Linked DNA regions of Sus scrofa: region 1 is linked to region 2. A link is a contact called in public HiChIP or PLAC-seq data. All regions are on one chromosome and are shown on one strand. The core of a region is the stretch at or near the end of the contact, and the rest is flanking DNA. Distances in the headings are between cores, read along the strand shown. Region 1 holds the start of SNRNP35 (U11/U12 small nuclear ribonucleoprotein 35 kDa protein). Region 2 holds the start of TMED2 (transmembrane emp24 domain-containing protein 2).

Region 1 (3,472 bases), core at 182-2,681, 77 kb before region 2:
GAATCCGACTAGGAACCACGAGGTTGCGGGTTCGGTCCCTGCCCTTGCTCAGTGGGTTAACGATCCGGCGTTGCCGTGAGCTGTGGTGTAGGTTGCAGACGCGGCTCGGATCCCGCGTTGCTGTGGCTCTGGCGTAGGCCGGTGGCTACAGCTCCGATTCAACCCCTAGCCTGGGAACCTCCATATGCCGCGGAGCGTTCCAAGAAATAGCAACAACAACAACAGACAAAAGACAAAAAAAAAAAAAAAAAAAAAAGAACAGTAATATACCCTTAGTAAATGGTGATTTGGCTTACCTTCTAAGAATAAGATTGGAAGCAAAATGAGATGAGTTGTTTGCAGAAATCACCCACTTGTAAGAATGAATCAGAAAATGAGTGAATGAAGAACATCATGAGATACTCATCATCAGATTTATGAAAGCACAACTGTATCAAGTAATTCGTTGTTCAAGTCGTAATCTACCCGAATACACTGACCTAACAAAAAAGAAACATAACATAGTCTGAATGTATACATCTATCTACTCTATAAATATTTACTGACCACATGGGTCTCCCCTCCCACGCCCTGGTTTTAAATCTGGGCATGGGTTCTTAAAGGGTCATTTGGGGGAGTTCCCGTCGTGGCACAGTGGTTAATGAATCCGACTAGGAACCATGAGGTTGAGGGTTCGATCCCTGGCCTTGCTCAGTGGGTTAAAAGATCCGGCGATGCCATGAGCTGTGGTGTAGGTTGCAGACGCGACTGGGATCCCGCTTTGCTGTGGCTCTGGCGTAGGTTGGCGGCTACAGCTTCGATTTGACTCCTACCCTGGGAACCTCCGTATGCCGCGGGAGCGGCCCAAGAAATAGCAAAAAGACAAAAAAAAAAAAAAAAAAAGAATCATTTGGGGACTTTCCAAAAAAATACATTTTTTTCAGAGATTCTGAATTCAGAGATCTCTGTGAGGCTCGGAAAACGGCATTTTAACACGCTTCCACGCGATTCTTGTTTCCGAGCTCACTTTGAAGAACTGTTTTGCTTGTGCGGGGAGCGAATTTGTTAAATTTAGGGGTTAGAAAAACTCTGGGAAAACATACGTACACAGTTTCCTTGTGAACTAGCATACGCATTTTCTAAGGAAAAAAAACAAAACAAAATCAATTTCTCACAGTGAACCTGAGAACGAAAAGTCTCACTGGCGCTCAAAGATCTCTTCAATAAGGAGAGCGATTCTGCGAATCTCACAGGATTAGCAGCACATTCGATAGTCTTCCAACTCAATTGTTCAATTTAGCATTTTTTGTCCTGGCGAAAAATTTTAGAAAAGCGAAAAGTTCATTCTTTTTGGAGACGATACTCAATGGAGCCTTCGATGCTCAATGCATGCGATTAGATTTTTTAAATGAAAGCAAAAACCAAATCAGGGCCCGTGACGAATCTGTAGCTCCCGATGTAAAGTTCCGGTCAGGCGGGCCGGAAGAACCTACCGTCGCTCCACGCTCGGCATCAGTCTCCATGGGAAAGGAATCCCGAGTCTTCTGAAGTGAACCAGAGCGGTTTAGTGGGAGCGGGGCCCACCCAGGCGAGGAGGACCAGGGAATTCCGCCTGGACAGTGTGTCGGTTAGTGTGTGGGCCGCCATGTTGAAGCCGGGCAAATGGGGAGACCTTTTGGGTTTATGCTGCGGGGAGCGGGGGCTATAACTTGGTTGGCAGGATGGTTCCTTCAGTCTTGCGCCTACCTACAAGGTGAGGGGCTGGGAGAGGTAGTCTGAAAGGCCGGCGGCCGAGAGACCGAGGTGCTGCGAGGGGACTGGGAGTATAGACTATCACAGAGACTTCCGCCTTGGCTTCCATAGCCTCACTGCGCGTGCTCGGAGGGCCCTGTGGGCCAGCCTTCAGTTTCCCACCTGGGAAGCGCGGGAGTGTTTTACTATGTATAATCAGCCTGGAGAGGTGTGTCTTGTCTGTTTACTTGTTTAATAATAGCTTTTATTTACATAATGCTTTATAATTATAAAACACTTTCGTAGGCCTTCTGTTATGCAGTGAAGAGGCGCTTAGCAACATTTTACAGATGATTTAAATTTTGCCCAAGATTGCACTAGGTCTTAAACCTGGGTGTTCTGACTCTAATTCCTGCGCTTTTTCACTTTCCGCCCTTCGGTCTTTAATGGTTCATTGACGCACCCATCTCCACCCCCCCCCCATTCATCTTTCACATCCCATCCTCGTTAATGAAATAATGACGAGAATATAAAATTTCAAAGAGATTGTTGAAGGAAATCTCAATATAATGTTGCAACGGAGAAAATACAGCAAGAAAGAATGAGAAGCCGTGAAGCCCGCTGTTTTCTTGGTATTTAGTATTGATAGGAGCATACAGATCGGGAAGGAAACAAAATTCATTTTATCCCTTTATAATTCTCTCCATATTTTAATTTGAAGAGCTCTTAAAGCTTTGAACAGGACTTCTGACCTTGTACAATTATGTCAAAAAATTTTTGGTGGATCGTTGTGAGCTTGTGGAATGGGGGAAGGGGTTTCTCTCCCATTTGGTTGCAGGGGTGGAGAGTGTGGGGGTTTTCAGCCTCAAAACCCAGACCTGGTCAGCTTTTTCCTGTCCCTCTCTCCAAAGCTTTATATTTTATGACAGCCATCTAAGAAAATAGTTAAGAACTTAATTTCTGGAGTCAAGAAAGCCCTTGGTTCTCATTACCTGGCTGGGCTACTTCTGTGTTTTGGGACAAAAGACAGCCGTTTTTGCAGCTCACCTTCCACATCTGAAATAGCAATAACAGAAGTACACGTGTCCTGGTATTGTTGAGAAGTGAAGGGAGATAAGTGCTTAGCACAATGCCTGGCACCTCCTAAGTGTTCAAGACAAGTTAACTATAATTGTTATGGTCTTTGGTTTTTGTTTTTATCTTGCAACCTTATGATGGAGGTAGGAAGTAAGATTAGAACCTTAAGTGAGTTGGAGGCAGAGCCCAAGCCAGACCAAAACCATCTGAAGCTCCTTCCCTTGTTCTAGCTGTTCGTCATCCTTTTACAAGTTACCAGAGAAGTGTCTTTTCCAAAGTTGCTCGCTAATGATGACACACATATACGTCCTCCATTTACAGTTTGGTGGGAGATGATATAATGTCCTGCCTCTCAGTTTTGAATGAAGTGGTCCTTTTGTGTTTGTTTTCCTTTTGCTTTTTAGGGCCGCACCCACGGCATATGGAAGTTCCCGAGCTAGGGGTGAAATCAGAGTTACAGCTGCTGGCCACGGCCACAGCCACAGTCATGCCAGATTTGAGCCACGTCTATGACCTGTGCCACAGCTCATGGCAGTGCCAGATCCTTAACCCACTGAGCAAGGCCAGGAATCGAATCAGCATCCTCATGGATACTAGTCATGTTCTTAACCCAATGAGCCACAATAGTAACTCCCCTATGACCATTTTAAGTCTCTGAAAGGCAAGCCTGGATTTTGACCCATGT
Region 2 (3,802 bases), core at 277-2,776:
TAATTCAGCTTAATAGGAAACCTCTGAAGGTATTAAATGCAAAAAGAGATTTACTGTAGGAAAATACAAGCTCATAAATGGGTTGGTGAAGTTGGAAGGGCAGGCTCTAGGCTGAGCCTCCCTCTAGCTATGGCTGTCCGGATAACACTGCAGAACTGACCTGCCAGAAGAAGCAGGGCCTTTGCCACAGTTTGGAAGGTGGGGAATCAGGAGACCATTACTAGAACTCTGAGTTCGATAACGCATTGTCATAGCCTGGAATCTTCTTTCACAGTACCTGCATCTGTTTATTGACACCTGAGCAGGAAACTGGATATTGGGCCACTACTGCCCCCTATTGTCTGGTAGTCTTTGAAGAAATAATCCTTCAAACTTGCATTGCTTATTCACATAAATGGTATCATCTGATCTTCATGATAACTTTACATGATAAGCATAAAATGTGCTATCACCCCCTTTATACAGATAAGGAAATTTAAGTTCAGAGAGTGATGGAACATAATTAAGGTTACACAACTATGTGTAAAACTGGAGTAACAACCCAGGTCTCCTCATCAGGCCAGTTCAATGAACTTGATGTGTCAACTAACACATCATGAGTGAGATCTTTTGTGACCCTAGGGGAGGGCCTGAGAGAGCAGCATATATGTGCCAAGACTTGTGCCTCATGAGTGACACAGACTGGTAAATAAGTATAACTTAGAGGGTGCAAATCTACCTTGTAAGCACAGAGGAAGGGGCTAGAATTTGGCAGTGGGAGATCTAGGAACATTTCAAGAAGAGGAGAGGTGACATTTGAGTTGGGTTTTGAGGGGTGTGTAGGAGTATGCCAGGAGGCAAAGTGTACAAAAAAATTGTCCCAGTAGCTGGCAAGAGCAATGGGGCCATGGGGGTGGCAACTAGACTCTAGGGAAGTGAGAGAATTCTAACTTTGGAGGATGTAGACAAGGTTTTTTGTTTTCGGTAGTTGTATTATATATACATACAGTGAAATAAGGCGTATTAAGTATACAGTTTCTTTAGTTTTTAAAAAGGCATATGTAAACACTCATGTACCCATCGTTTAGGTGACGATGTAAAACATTTCCAACATCTCAGGAGGTTCTCTCTCGTGCCCTTTCCCAGTCTCTATACCCTTCTCCATCCTTCCTCCGTCGGTTTTTGCGAGGTGAGGGCAGGCTAACATAAATATTAAAGCCCTTGGTTTCAGCTCCATTTCCTCCTTCCACTCCTATTACTGCCTCCAAATCTTCTGCCATCTTTACGGACAATCCTAAGAAGATACTGCACTAGGGGGAGGAGGGTTATTGCTACTGTTTTTTCCTCGTGTGGTCCATGTGAAATTTAAGTTGTAAGCGCGACTGGAGAGAGGAAGAGGACAATGGTTTCTGGTCCTTCGGAGCCACCGTCCAGGCTCGGCCCGCGCGGAGACGCCTTGTCCCTCGGCGGCTGCCGTGCGTCCGTTACGTGGCAGCTGCAGGCGCCCGCCAATCCACGGCGCCCGCATCAGCCCCCTCGGGTGGCGCAGCCGGAAGGGGCGGGGCTGAGGCGGCGGCGGCTGAGAAGGTAGTGGTGGCGGCGGCGGCCACGGCGGCTTTGGAGGCCGCGCTCCCGGTCCTGGCTTCGGCCCCAGCCCCACCATGGTGACGCTCGCTGAGCTGCTGGTGCTCTTGGCCGCCCTCCTGGCACGGCCTCGGGCTACTTCGTCAGCATCGACGCACATGCCGAGGAGTGCTTCTTCGAGCGGGTCACCTCGGGCACCAAGATGGGCCTCATCTTCGAGGTGGCCGAGGGCGGCTTCCTGGACATCGACGTGGAGGTGCGGGCGCGCTGCCCGCGACCGAAGCGGGGTCTTGCGGCCGCTCGGGGGTTGCCGGCGCGCGGGGCCCGCCGGCGCGCGGGGCCCGCGGGGGGAGCGGGACATCGAGGCCACTGTCCGAGTTCTGGGAGGGGCGCTGGCCGCCACCCAGCGACCCTCTAACCTCCCTTTTCCCCGCATCTCCCCGGATTCCGGGCTCCCCACGGGATACGTAACCGTTGCTTGATTGCTTTGGATACTCAGCTTGAATGGCGGGTTCCCCTTGGAACCTCTTGCCGAGCTTTGTCGACCAGGCGCCGCGTGTCAGATCTGGGCCCAGGAGGCGCTTCACAGTCTCGTTTAGCTGGTGGCGGGTCTCGAACGGTCAGCAGCTGCTTTCCTCCATAGTGCAAATTAAAGTTGGCACGTGACATGGAAACTTCTGAAAAAGTAAATCGAAAGCTATTGAGATATGTAGGCAGACGTTCGCGTTGTGTTTTATTTTTCATGGAAATGATCCAGATTACCCGATTTTACGTGAATCTCCTTTACGTGATACCTCGTTTAGCCATCTCCGGCTAGGGGAGTGAGGCTGGTTATGCATTTTAGGTGTAATGACTGCAGCGAAGTGGAGAAAACGGAAAATTATTTTAAGAAGCCAACAGTCTGTAAATTATTTCCTGTGTCTTGTTTTAAGCCAAAAGAATGATTCGCCTCTAACTTTTTTTAGAAAATCAGATGTAATTAATATTTAAAGTCATCCGTTAGCATGATTAATTAGGTCTAAGGATTTTCCATTTGACACTGACCCTCAGCGGAGTTGGGCATAAATTCCACAAAACAAGTGAAATCCAGAAATAAGGAGCTACTGGAAGGACTGACTGTTAAAGTTAGCTGAGAGCTTAAGACACCAGCTATTCCAGTCTACAAGTTTTACAGGTGGCATGGGCTTCATAAGAGAAAGCAACTTGAACAAAGTCTAACAGCTGATATGCAGCAGCCTAGGATGAGAACATGGGTCTCAGAATATCCAATCTAGTCCTTTGTCTTATGTCTTCAGGCATCTCAGATAAAGCAGATTCCTTTACTGGCTGGCAGTAATCAATTAGCGAGACCCAGACATGTAGCTTGCTCAAAATTCTTAGGGTTTTGTTTTGTTTTGTGTTTTGTCTTTTCGGTGCCGCATGCACGGCACATGGATGTTCCCAGGCTAGGGGTCTAATCTGAGCTGTAGTTGCCCGCCTACACCACAGCCACAGTAACATCAGATCCCAGCCACCTCTGCGACCTACACCACAGCTCATACCAAGGCCTGGTCCTTAACCCACTGAGCAAGGCCAGAGATCGAACTCGAAATCTCATGGTTCCTGGCCAGATTCATTTCTGCTGCACTACGACAGGAATTTTGTGGAGTTCTGTCATTAAGTGAAGTGGAGTCAAGTGCAGGTTACATTTTCTTAGTGAATGTCCTATTGCTGATGGACTTCACTTTAGAAGTTTTATGATTTTGAATCTTTTGTGTAATCTCACACATTTCTCTCCTGCCTCCAGATTACAGGGCCTGATAATAAAGGAATTTATAAAGGAGACCGGGAGTCCAGTGGGAAATACACATTTGCTGCTCACATGGATGGAACATATAAGTTTTGTTTTAGCAATAGGATGTCCACCATGACTCCAAAGATAGTGATGTTCACCATTGATATTGGGGAGGCCCCAAAAGGACAAGACATGGAAACAGAAGGTAAGATGAACATTCTAAAGATTTTTTTAAAAATCATGTTCCAAGAATTAATATTCTGTAAATTTTATCCGCCTGAATGGAGTATTTATTTTGATATCTTATTCTAGATTCAGTCACTGTCTTTACAACCAAAAACCTTTTGTGAAATAAACTTTATAATTATCCAAATCTTCTGATTAACAAAAAGAAGTTACTGGAAGTTCATGTTTATATTTCAGTCTTTACAGTTGCCATTTCTGGCTGCTTTTCTTAGTCACTTT

Evidence for each region. HiChIP or PLAC-seq counts read pairs in DNA pulled down with a chosen protein or histone mark.
Region 1: a contact with region 2 is called in an H3K27ac HiChIP or PLAC-seq map of alveolar macrophages. The contact joins the promoter of SNRNP35 here to the promoter of TMED2 in region 2. A contact is called at or near these places in 2 of 5 promoter capture datasets (fetal liver and liver), 3 of 47 Hi-C or Micro-C datasets (embryonic fibroblasts, fetal heart ventricle and subcutaneous adipose tissue) and 1 of 2 datasets of contacts at active chromatin or transcription factors (alveolar macrophages).

Annotation. Positions count from the first base shown.
Region 1 is chr14:29,475,010-29,478,481 of Sscrofa11.1, reverse strand. SNRNP35 (U11/U12 small nuclear ribonucleoprotein 35 kDa protein) reads left to right here and starts at 1,431. Exons shown (of 2, transcript XM_003359089.4): 1 at 1,431-1,606. RILPL2 (RILP-like protein 2) reads right to left here and starts at 347. Exons shown (of 5, transcript XM_013982786.2): 1 at 297-347.
Region 2 is chr14:29,398,178-29,401,979 of Sscrofa11.1, reverse strand. It overlaps TMED2 (transmembrane emp24 domain-containing protein 2), which reads left to right and starts at 1,526. Exons shown (of 6, transcript XM_003359088.4): 1 at 1,526-1,683; 2 at 1,686-1,819; 3 at 3,350-3,542. The coding sequence starts at 1,641.